2 separate regions of the Anser cygnoides genome follow, and region 2 is linked to region 1. Evidence: chromatin contacts called from public Hi-C data. All regions are on one chromosome and are shown on one strand. The core of a region is the stretch at or near the end of the contact, and the rest is flanking DNA. Distances in the headings are between cores, read along the strand shown. Region 1 holds the start of ZFPM1 (zinc finger protein, FOG family member 1). Region 2 holds the start of CA5A (carbonic anhydrase 5A).

The links. Hi-C and Micro-C count contacts between places; a contact is called where the count stands out from the background.
Region 2: a contact with region 1 is called in a Hi-C map of liver, with 1.8 times the contacts expected there. The contact joins the promoter of CA5A here to the promoter of ZFPM1 in region 1. A contact is called at or near these places in 2 of 7 Hi-C or Micro-C datasets (both in liver).

The regions. Positions count from the first base shown.
Region 1 is chr12:1,968,008-1,974,180 of Taihu_goose_T2T_genome, forward strand. ZFPM1 (zinc finger protein, FOG family member 1) reads right to left here and starts at 2,659. Exons shown (of 11, transcript XM_067004314.1): 1 at 2,503-2,659. The coding sequence starts at 2,542.
Region 2 is chr12:2,358,294-2,363,878 of Taihu_goose_T2T_genome, forward strand. It overlaps CA5A (carbonic anhydrase 5A), which reads left to right and starts at 3,158. Exons shown (of 7, transcript XM_013197592.3): 1 at 3,158-3,385. The coding sequence starts at 3,265.

The DNA.
Region 1 (6,173 bases), core at 1,409-3,908:
CTGAGGACCCGGCGCTGTGAGCGCACGCACACGCAGCTGCCAGGAGCCTCGCTCCTCAGCTGTGTGCCCGCGCTCCCCTGTTTGAAGTTAATAAATATAACAGGCTATCAGGGCGAGAGATCAGCTCCTGCTCTCTATCAGCCCCTCGCATCTATCTACCAGCAGAACAAAAGGCAGAAGAGAAAAAAAAAAAAATAAAATGAAATGAAATTAAAATAAAGCAGCAGCAGCTGCAGGGAGGCTGCTGCGTTTTCAGCGCTGCTGACGGAGCGGGGGGCCGAGCCGCAACCGCCCCCCCCCAGGCACGGTCCCCTGGGGCAGGTATCAGGCAGGAGGGCCCCCGCAAAACGAAAAAGCTTTTGCCACAAGCTGAAAAGCCTCCACGGAGCTGCCACGGGCTGGCAGAGCCTTCCTGCTGCCGGGGGGCTCCGGGCAGCACCCTGCCGCCGGGAGGGGGCTCAGGACCCCCCCCACCCCGCACCCATCCCCGGGGAAAGTCGCTGCGTCAGAAAGGCTTCGGCACAGAAAGCTGAAGGAGAAGGTTAAAGCAGCTGGTTAAATATAGTCCAGTGTCTGATCTTTGTCTTATCGCTCTTGGCGATCGCCCGCTCTCCCTGCGATCTCCCCTCCGAGCCTTATCTGCGCTGCTCATCGGGCTTCAGAAAAAAGAAATGAGAAAAAAAAAAAGAAAAAAAATATAATAAAAAAAAAAAAGAGAGATGAAGACAGAGAGAGAACATAGCGTCACTGAGGAAAATAAAATAAGCAGATACGAATCTGGAGGAGGTTTTAATGCTCCAGCCGAGATGATAAAAAGGATAGACTTTGTGGAAACAGGTCCGGTCTGTACATTAGAGGAGTCTGGTTACCAGAGCCCTGATTCATGCATACTTTCCCTCCTCAGGAGAGAGCAGTCGGAGGCAGCCGAAACGCGCTCTCGCGGCGCTCCACGTCTCTAATGACTGTTTTCATGTTGACACATACAGGAAGGGTTCCAAGCTTTCAGCTTTTAATCAGTTTTGGCCATCGCTGGCGGCCTGAGATCAGCCTCCCACTTTATCATTTCTTCACATCTCGGCAGAAAGCAGCCGGGGAAGGGAGAGCCGAGCCGCCCGCGCCCCGCCAGCGCGCCCGCGGAGGCTGAGCGCCCCGGCGGCCCCCTCTGCCCCCCCTCCCGTCCTCCGTGGGCTCCCCGTGGCCGTGGCGCGGAGCCCACGGGCCGGCAGGATGCTATCGCCCCGATCGGTTACTGGGGCTACCGGAGAGGCTTCTCCCGTTTTCCCCCCAGCTGGAGCTCGCGTGCTCCATCGCCACCGGGGACGGAGCCGCCCGCGAGAGGGGCTTCGCCGCCCAGGCGCGGGGAAGGAAACCCACGGAAGTCGGATAAAAAAAAAGAACTATCCAAAAGGAAAAAATAAAATTAAAAAGGAAAAAAAATTCAAGGAGGCAGCCGGGACTATTTTTAACTCTACCCGGGTAAAAGTCTAGCTGAGCTTTATCACCAGAACAATCACCCCAGGCAGGGAAACAGGTAGGTGCAACTCAGCCTTGCAATTATTTCAAGAGAAAGATAAAGCTGTATTATCACATGGTGGCCAGCCTTCCCTATCCTCGCATCTCGGCCTTATCGCCGGCTTCGATCGACTCAAGGGGAAGAAAAAAAAAAAAAAAAGAGAGAGAGAGAAAAGAAAACCAACAGGGAGGAAGGGGGGGGAAAAAAAAGCAGCCAACCGAGCCCGGCACCGAAAAAACTTCCAGCGCTTCGCCCAATTTCTTGGAAGACGCGGCGGCACATCGCGGCATCGCGCCGGTGGGCGCCGATAACGGGGCTCGGGGGGGGGGGGTCCCGGAGCGACACCCCCGGGATCCCAACCTCCTCCCCGCCCTAAGGGGCCTCAGGGTGCCGGGGGAGCCCCCCCCGGAGCCGGGGGTGTCCCACGGGAGACGGAACCCCCGTGGGCGGCCCGGGGAGCCCCTGCCCCGCTGCGGCTGAGCGGCGGGCAGGGGAGATAAGATCCCAATTTGAGGCCGTCCCGACGGAGCGATCTTTATCGGGCCGGGACTCGCGGAGCGGAATATTTTCCAGCCTTATCGGGGGCCCCCATCGGGAGCCGGTACCGGAGGAGCCACCGAGCTGGCAGCGCCGCCGGGGAGGGGAAAGGGGGGGGGGGGGGGGGGGGGGGGGGGGCGGCGGGGACGAGGTGGGGAACGGGGAAGGGGGCCGGGATGAGATGGGGAACGGGGACGGGGAACGGGGCTGGGGAACGGGGACGGGGAACGGGGACGGGGAACGGGGACGGGGAACGGGGCACGGAGCTGGGGAACGGGGCGGGGGGGGGCAGCGGGCACCGGGCACAACCGGGAACGGGGCTCCCGTGGTGGGGACTGGGGCAGAGGGGAAAGTGCGGGGGGGGGGGGGGGGGGGGGGGGTGTGCAAAAAATTAAAAATAAATTAAAAATAAGCGAGGCGAGATAGCAGCGGGGGGACGAACCGGGACTCACGTTTGATCTGCCGGGGGTTGCTCTGTTTCCTCCTGGACATCGCTCGGCGGGGGGCGAGCCCGGCGCCCCGGCTGGCTGCTGGGCGGGCGGCGGCGGCGGCGGAGGGTGGGTGGCGGGGGCGGCGGCGGCGGCGGCGGGCGGGCCCCCCCCCCCCCGGGGCTGCTCGCATCGCCCGCCCGCCCCTCGCTGCCGGGGCCGGGGCCGGGGCCGGGGCCGTGCGCGGCGGAGCGGAGCCGCCGCCGCCGCGGGATTTTTCTCAATGGGGCGCGAGGCCGCCTCGAGCCCGCCCCAGCCCCCCGAGGGGGCGGGGCCTGCCGCCGCCGCGGCCGCTCATTGGCTGGCGCCCGCTCTCCCCGCCCCCTCCCCCCTCTCACGCCGGCCACGCCCACCGGATGGCGTAACCGGCGCGCGCGGCGCGGAGGGGGCGGGGGCGGCCCCGGGGGGCGGGGGGAGCGGGGGGGGGGGTTCGGCCCCTCCCCTCGGGGGTTCTGCCCCCTCCCCCCAGCATGGCCTGCACCCCCCTGTAGGGGGTCCCCTTTTTGGGGTCCTCACCCCCCCCCCCCCTCCCCGCAGGGTCCCCACGGCCCTGCCGTGGGATCCCAGCCCCCCCCCCCCCCAAAATTTGGGGTCCCCACCTCATTTTGGGGGTCCCGACCTCATGTTGAGGTCCTCAGAGCGTCCTCTGGGACCCCAGCCCCCACAATTTGGGGTCCTGACCCCATTTTGGGGTCCTCAGAGCGTCCTCTGTGACCCCAGCCCCCACAATTTGGGGTCCTGACCTCATTTTGGGGTCCTCAGAGCGTCCTGTGGGACCCCAGCCCCCACAATTTGGGGTCCTGACCCCATTTTGGGGTCCTCAGAGCATCCTCTGGGACCCCAGCCCCCACAATTTGGGGTCCTGACCCCATTTTGGGGTCCTCAGAGCATCCTCTGGGACCCCAGTGCCCCCCATGGGATTCTAGCCCCTCCCCGGTTACCCCTTTTGGGGTGCACCAGGGGTCCTGACCCCCCCCCCCCCCACCACCACCACTTTGGGGTCTCCAGCTCCCCTTTGGAGCCGCTGAGCTCCCCAAGGGACCCCAAGCCCACCCAGGACCCCCACCTAGGGGTGCACAGAGGGGACCTAGCACACAGGGGGCCCCATCCTGCTGTGCCCCATCCCCTTCTGCGTTGGGACCCTTGGGGTGCCTGCGGGGTGCTGCTCCGCAGGGTGCTGCCCCCTCCAAATTCGGCGCCCCCACAGTTCCCCGTCTGCCTCTCCCACCTTCAGATCCAGCCGTGCGAGGGTGGAGGGGCCAAAACCCGCGGCCAACGGGAGCTGCTCGGGGTTGGGTCCACGACCCGAACATTTTTGCTGTCAGGGGTAACCAAAAAATGGGGCCAAGCCCAGCCCTCGGCATGGGGGGGGGCTTTGCTGGGACCGCTGCTCCTGGGTTAGTGCCTCCTGGGACTCTGCGGGAGCCCTTGATGGCACGGCATGGCACGGCACGGCACGGCACGGCACGGCACGGCACGGCAGCTTGGCCACGTCCCCTCTCCGTACACCACTGAACACTGGGTGTGCTTTTTTTTTTTTTCCCTTTCTCATTTTTTTCCTCTATCATTTTTTTCCCCTCTTTTTTTTTTTAAAGGGTTTTTAATTAGCTTCCTGTTTCAATGGTGGGATAATGAGTTTTAAGCGGCACATGATTCCAGTAAAGAGGTCAAGCCGGCAATGAGGATGTCAAAAGAAATTAAGTTAGGAATTACGAAGAGTTCCAGGGGTAAGAGAGAAACCGGCGAGGGCGGGCGGTGCGGCGGCGGCGAAGGGCTCGCTCTGCGCCCGTTGTGTGCCCACCCCCAAAAGTCCAATTGAGGCGTGAGGGGGGTTTCACCTCGTTTGGGCCCGAGCTGCAGACCTGGAGACCGCCAGAGCTCGGGGCCGGTGGCTCTGCTTCCAGTGCCTTGCTATTCCTTGCCACGTGCGTAATGCCGCCGAGCGCCCGCGCACGTCCTCGCGGGGCCGTGACACCGGGCGCTGCCCGTCCCCTGCTTCGGCTCTGCTCGGAGATGAACCCCTGGGGCATCGGGGGTTCTGCTCCCCAAAGCCATCTTGGGGGGGTTTCATTTGTTGTTTTGGGGTCAGGGCGCTGGGGCTGGCACCCTTGGGTGCGCCCCTGAGGCTCAGCACCGATGCCGGGGAGCCGAGGGCTCTGGCTCGCACCGCATCCTCCTGGGGAGACCTTTGGGCAAACCCTTCAGTTCATGGGGTTATCATAGGATCATAGAATATCCGAGCTGGAAGGGACCCACAAGGATCATTGACTCCGACTCCTGGATCCCCAAAGGACCACAAAAATAAGAAAATTTAAAAAAAAAAAATCAGACCAGGTGTTAAACGCACGCCAACAAATCCGTGGGGCTGTGGTGGGGGACGAGCGGGCGCAAATGGGGTTGGGCACCAAGTGGCTGCCTCTCGCTCTACAACGAGTGGCCAAAACCCCCTCAAACCAGCCCCAAACCCCTCAAACTGGCCAAAAAAAAAAAAAACCAAACGTGCCAGAGGCTGCTTGCAGCACCAGCCCTGCCCCAGGGACAAACAGGTTGCAGTCAGTCCTCACCCTTGCGCATTCCTCGCCAGTGTCCTTTTAATTAGCTCCTTGGCACCCTCCCAAGCCCTCCGAGATCCCCCCGAGGCCCGAGAATTTGCAGTCGCTTCGGAAAATGTAGGACTGAGGGCTGGATCCACGCTGCGGGACCATCCCCGAGCACCTCCCCGCCCCATCGCCCCGCGTGGAGACCCACGGGTGCCCCTGCGTGGGTGCCACCCGCCGTGGCGCGGGGCTGGGTGCCGGTGTCAGCACCACATCTCCTCGTGGGTGGCTCGTTTTTTTTTCCTCCCCCCCCATCCCGTTGTGTTTGCAGAGAGATTGTTATAGGGTAACAGAATAAATAGCGTGTTTTCCCGAGGAGTGAATTACATGCCTGCAGAGCAGCGATAATGCGCCGGCAGCCGTTTCCCCCATTGTGCGCGAGGTGACATCTTTTTATGGAGCTGTGTACATTTGTATTAGTGCCAATTAATCTGGGGCGATATTATTAGAGACGCGGGGAGAGGATGTGTCGGCGGAGGAATGTAAATGGAAAAAGCCGAGGCGCTGCCTCGGCCATATTTTAGGGCCGTGGGGCGGGCGGCAGCGGTGCTGGGTGCTGCGCTGGGCGCCCCGAGAGGTGCAGGGCACCCATGGGAGCTGCGCCGGCCGGTGGCACAGCAGGGCTGTGCTTGGGGCTGCAGGAACAGCTGCAAAAAGTCGTATTTTAGGCTTTTTTTTTTGTTTTGTCCTAAAAGGGAGGAATTGCATCCGGGGTGCCCCCGCAGGGCTGGGTGCCGGGCGGGCCCTGCCACCTACCGGTGCGCGCAGCTGGCCCTGCTCCCACTCGTCACCTGCTGCCGGGTGGTGGCAGGGCGCAAAGAAATAGTGCCCCTTGCTCCTGGGGGGGCGTCGAAGCCCAGGGGAAGTGTGCAGACAAACTCTCCCACCCCTGATGCTGCAAGGCCCAAATTCAAGGCTGGGGTTTGGGTTGGGCTCGATGATCCTTGTGCATCCCTTCCAACTCAGGATATTTTAGGGCTCCATGAGTTCTTGATGCTGTTTTTTTTGTGTGTGTGTTTTCTTTTTTTTTATTATTTT
Region 2 (5,585 bases), core at 1,908-4,407, 390 kb after region 1:
TGTGGGAACGTATGTGGAATCCTCTGGCCAATTTGGGGCCCCCTGTTGCAAGAGAGAGAACAAAAAACTGGAGAGAGCAGAGGTGGTTAGAGGGCGAGGGATCAATCACATCAACGAAAGTTCTAGCAAGTTCTGGATGTGAAAGAAAAGCTCTCCTTAGGCTGAAGTAATATGTAACCCATGGGAAGCGTGTGCCAATCCACAGAGAAATGAGTGTGAAAGCCCACAGAGAAACGATCTGACTGCCTTGTGACAGCTACCCCAGGTGATATTTTTAGCCGCTGCAGAGGTTTCCCATGGACACCTCGCAGCTTCCCACCCTTTGATTGATCATACTGTCAGCTGTTATAAAGCCGTAACTAGATGAGGAAAATGTTAACTATGAAATCACTTTATATCTTTCTAACTATAGTAAAATTGTAAGCCTATTTTTTTCCCCGGACTTTTTGGGCTTGGCTTGCCAATGTTGCAATTAAGGCAATATTAGCACAGGAACACCCTTGCAAGCATAATGCCAGGAGAAGCAGATTTCTTCAAACACTATGATTGAAATATTCCATGAATCGGGAAATTAAGAGATTTTTTCCTCTATCTTCTCTGAAGCTTGAATTCCAAATGGTGAGAGACAGCACGCTGGACAGAAAGATAGATAAAATATATTGTAATACGGACTCCCGTGAAAGGAGAACTAAGTGCCCCATGGCCAAGAAACAAAGCCAAAAACTGGAACTGAAAGATGGAAAGAAGAGCAGAACATCTCAGGTGTAACAGTTTTCCTTCACATTGTTAATGTGCTCACGTCTGATTATACTCTGAGCTGTCTAGGCTTTGCATTTCAGCAAGGAGGACGCGTTTCTCTCCAGTGGCTGCACTTAACTTCCATACTTCTTGTCCTAAAAGCAACAAGGTTTTGCTCCCTGCTGGCTCTGAACTGAGCTTCGGACTTCACAGAAATAGCTGTAAATAATAAAGTACATACAGTGCATCGGCCACCTTTCTTTCAGGAAAGAAAGCTGTTGATTCAGAGCGATTTGAATAGTTCTTCAGCAGAATCAAAATGTTGATAAGGCTGCACAGAATTAAATGACTACAGAATGTACATACTGGCAACCCTCAAGTAAACATCAGAAAGAAAACAAATATTGATCCTCTCTGTCCAGTCTGAAGGCCCTTACAGTAAAGTCAGACAGGTAGTAACAGCCAGAAATTTCTCAATTTTTACTTCTCCAGTTCCTGCGAAAACTAAGTAAGCACATTTCCATTGTATCCAGTTACACTCCACGTACGTGATTATCCACAATTACGAGCAAAACCAGAAGTCTGATTTTGCACTTTTTTTGCAGACAGAACTCTTGGCTAACAGTGGCTTGCTCTTAAGACACTCTGAGGCACGCAGCTGAGGTAATAAACAACAACTATTAAGAAAGACTCTCCTACATAGTTGGTGTTGGAATAGTAAATAACACAGATACGCCTGCCACTTTAGGATACTAAAGAGGATTCCCTGAGCCTAAGCCTTGCACTTACCCACTGGGCAGTAAGAGATGACAGATACACGTGTATTTAATGAAAATGTCAATGAGCAAATAAGTTTCTAATTCAAAATACCAGTATTTGTTACATAAAAACACATAGTGAAAAATTCTTTACATGTCATTTTATGGATTAAGAAAGGACTGATTTTTAATGTCAGAATACTTATCATTAGTATGATAGTCTTATCATTTCAGCTTGCTCTGTCCCTGATAGGTTCTGTAGCTTTCACAATATGCATTCCAATGTGCTTAACGGAGGAAAATGACCACATGAATTTTACAAATACTTAAGTAAGAATTATTAAAGGCCTTACAAAACCTGAGGCTGAGGTTGCCAATAATAAGTCTTAATGGCCTTGAGGCTCACCAGGAGCCTACACCACACTCCCACCCATGACCCAGGAGGCTGTTTAAGCTCAGGCTCAGCCCTTTTAAGTTTTGTTGCTGGGGCACTTGTCTTCAGGCTTGCTTTTGGCCCTGTCTCCAAGAAGGACTTCGGACCCCTGTTGTTGCTTGCGTTTGGCCCTGTCTCCTTTTGCTCCTGTCCAGGCTCTCAGGTTGGACCTTGGACCTGCTGCTTGCTGCGTTTGGGACTGCTGATGGCCACTGAGCTGTGCCCAGCTCTGCCTGCTGTGCTCAGCCCCTGTGGGTGAGGGCATTGAGCTAAGAGTGACCGCGGCACAGTCAGAGGGCTGGCTCTCATTCCCTGGCGTGCCCAGGCACTCTTTTCTCATGTCATTCCATCTTAATCCTAAAGGGCCTGTAATAACACCACAAAAAAAGTCCCTGGAAAATGAGTTGCTTGGTCTACAGCTGTAAGAAGTGCTTCTCTCTGCAGCTAGGGCAGGAAGGCCAATCTGGTGACAGAAACGTCCCACAGTGCAAGGGAGTAACTTAAATATGGATCTTCCACATCAGCTAACAAACATTATTAGAATTGTACGTGGAAATAAGGGAGTAACTCTCCTCATGCTTTCATCCCTAAGAAACAGGTCAGGAAACCCTGTTCTCCCCACTGGAGAGGGCTGAGCCAAAGTGGTTTTTGAGCTTAAGTGAGTGGGAGGGGTAATGATGGTTCCTTGGGTCTGTTCCTGTTTCTAACCTGTAAGAAATGATCCTTCTTATGAGACACCTTATAGTTCAGAAAGAGTTTCTTCACCCTGACGGTGCAATAATACTGTATTACGTGCTAGGAGCTGCAATGCTTTTCTGTAGGAGGCTGCTCCGCCTGTTCTGCTGGGCAAGCCTTTGTATCTACGAGATTTCTGCAAATTCCTCAGCTTGAGCGGTCACCGCTCCTCAGAACCACAACTGTCAATGATAGCAACTGTTAGCTATCAGCATTCAAAAGAATGTAGGGTGAAGAAGTGATAAGAAACCTCTCCTTGCATACAAAAGAGTGGTTTTTGTAACCCTTTGGTATTCTTGGAGCCACATGAGAGAAAGCCCGGAAAGTGCACAAATAATTACCAACTAGCCCAGCCTCCAACTAAATTAGAGCCAATGAAAAAAGCCATTCCAGGGATAAGTTGAAAATTAACTGTTTGGTTAGCTCCCTCTCTCCAACCAGGAAAGGGTGCTCTCAATTTTTTTTTATAAATAGGCCTGGAGATCCCTTGAAGCTGTATGTCCACAGCATTTTTTCCTCTGTGTTGATAGGTTGCTAGACTCCAGAAAGCTCCTCTGGCTGTTTGACTAACCAAAGTTTTCAAGTTCCAAGGTGATAATAATGAATAACGTGAAGACAAATACTCTGGTACATTTATACAAGCAGCTGAAAACGCTCTGGAGTCCGCCAGCACGACTCTGCAGCCTGGCTACCTGCACTCATAAAGACAGGAATGATGCGTGTAAGTATTTCATTTTGTCACCTGTGTAAGAGAGATGCAGAGGTACAAAGATAACAAATGTAATTGTTGTTCTTTCGTCAGGTAACTAAAAAGGGAAATTTGAGAATGTGACTGAGAGATTAAAGAAAAAAATGAACAGAAGGAGAGAAAGGAGAGATAGAAATACCTTACTGAATTGCGTGATTCCTCTCCACATGCACAATTAAAATATTGTTCATTATTTCTGTGCGTTAAGTTTGTGATTTTAACTTAACTCTAATGAAGAAATAGGCTTTAAAACAATTTTGTCAAGCAAGGCTTTGACTGTCTCCAATGAAATTCATACAAACTGATTCTGGGTGACTTTAATAGACACTACAATGTTCAGTTTTGAAAATAAGGCCCTACAGAAGTACAAACCACAAAGCCCTTGAAATTTTGGGTCTAGGAGATCTACAGTGAATGACTTATTGAGGTGCAATATATGCATAAACTAAAATGTCAAAGGCTTAGTTATTTAAAATGCTGGTTAACTTATCTTCAGATATGACTTGTGATGAGGCCAGCCAGAGATTACACGTCTACTCGCTCGTGTGGAGATAATGGCAGCTGGAGCAATAGTCAAGAGTAACATTTTACATCTAAGAAATCCCTTTGTTTCCACTATTTTTCCTCTGTAAAAATATTTAGCTTACTTTTCTCAAAGAATAGCCATATTCCTCCTTGAAAACTACAATGTGATTCTCCTCTATTTAAATTATCAAACGATAAAACTTATATTTACTTAAATAATGAGAAAACAGCTGATTTTATCTTATGTGGCAGATAGAACACAAAGCAGTATGGATGGAGACTAGCACAAGGCTTTGTTTCTCCTGAAAGTTACAAGAAATATTCAATAAGCATCCACGTTTAACAGCTCTACACTTGTAAGTGCATTTTGGAAGGTGACACCAAAATACTTTCTGCCACTAAGTGACCAGCACTTCAGAAAAACAGATAGATTAGCTGCCGAGTGCAGTGTGTGCTGTGTATATATTCCCAGACATGGAAGCTGTATGTAAGATATAATATGCAAGCTTCTCTATCAATCATGAGAAAAAAGAGCAGTTTTTATAATTATAGAATGTATGCAATATCTGTCTGAGTTCTCAGTCTAAATTTTCCCTTTTTTGCTCCTCAGAACAGAAAACGTGTTTTATTCTGAAAATATAATACAGAATGGGTATTCAATCAAGTAACATAACGGTATTTTCACCTTCATTTAAAAAGTGCCTTTAAAATCTGTAGAAGATGCCCAATTCTAGAAGCAAGATTAGCATTAGATTTTGTTGCTAGTGAAGCGTCCACAAGAAGAACCATTAACATGTTCCTAATGCAAAATGTAAGTCACGTATGCATCCATGACAGTATTTTTTCCTTTTCTGACATGTTTAGAGTACTTTCTTAGTAATACACTGAAGTTCCTTAAACTCCCTTCCTTATCAGTTTTTTCCACTTACAAGCATGTTTAGAAACTTGTTTTTTTCATTAATAATGAAAAATGAAGACATTCGTCTAGTCAAAGAAAAGCCCCACAGTAATATTTATAAAAACAATGTTTTAGCCTTACAAAACAGTAGCTTTTCTACGAAATTCAGATTAAGTGTATTAACTAGGTGTATGTACTAGCAGCTTTTCTAACGAATTCAGATTAGAGGCTCTAATTAGAAGCCTGTACAACTGTAGGTACACCCATTTGCACAAGGATGTACACACATGAGAACATATCCTAATAGTCACAAGCAACATCTGTATCACTCCTTTACCTGTAATTATCAGCAAACTTTTTTAATGTTTGAGATTCAACAGCTAAAACCAACACCTGTGCCTAAAAGGGTAATGATTGGGCTCATACCATACTGCTCATCGTGTGCAGTGATATGAATTACTGCTTCAGAGGAGAAATCCGGAGAATCTACTGTAACTATGGTTAAAAAGATTTCTTATTATTCTGTATCCTCACTTTGTTATTTATTCATCTTTATATTTGAAGTAATAAATTAAGACTGCAAGTCCAATGACTTCCGATTGCAGAAGCCATAGAGAAAATATAAATCTAGACCCTTCATTAAAAAGTAATGAAACCTAAAAATCAGCAGCACAGAATCCCTATGCACAGTTCCTCACTTTCCTACCTGTTCAGTCTTAATATACCACAAAACCTTAAGGCCTATAGAAT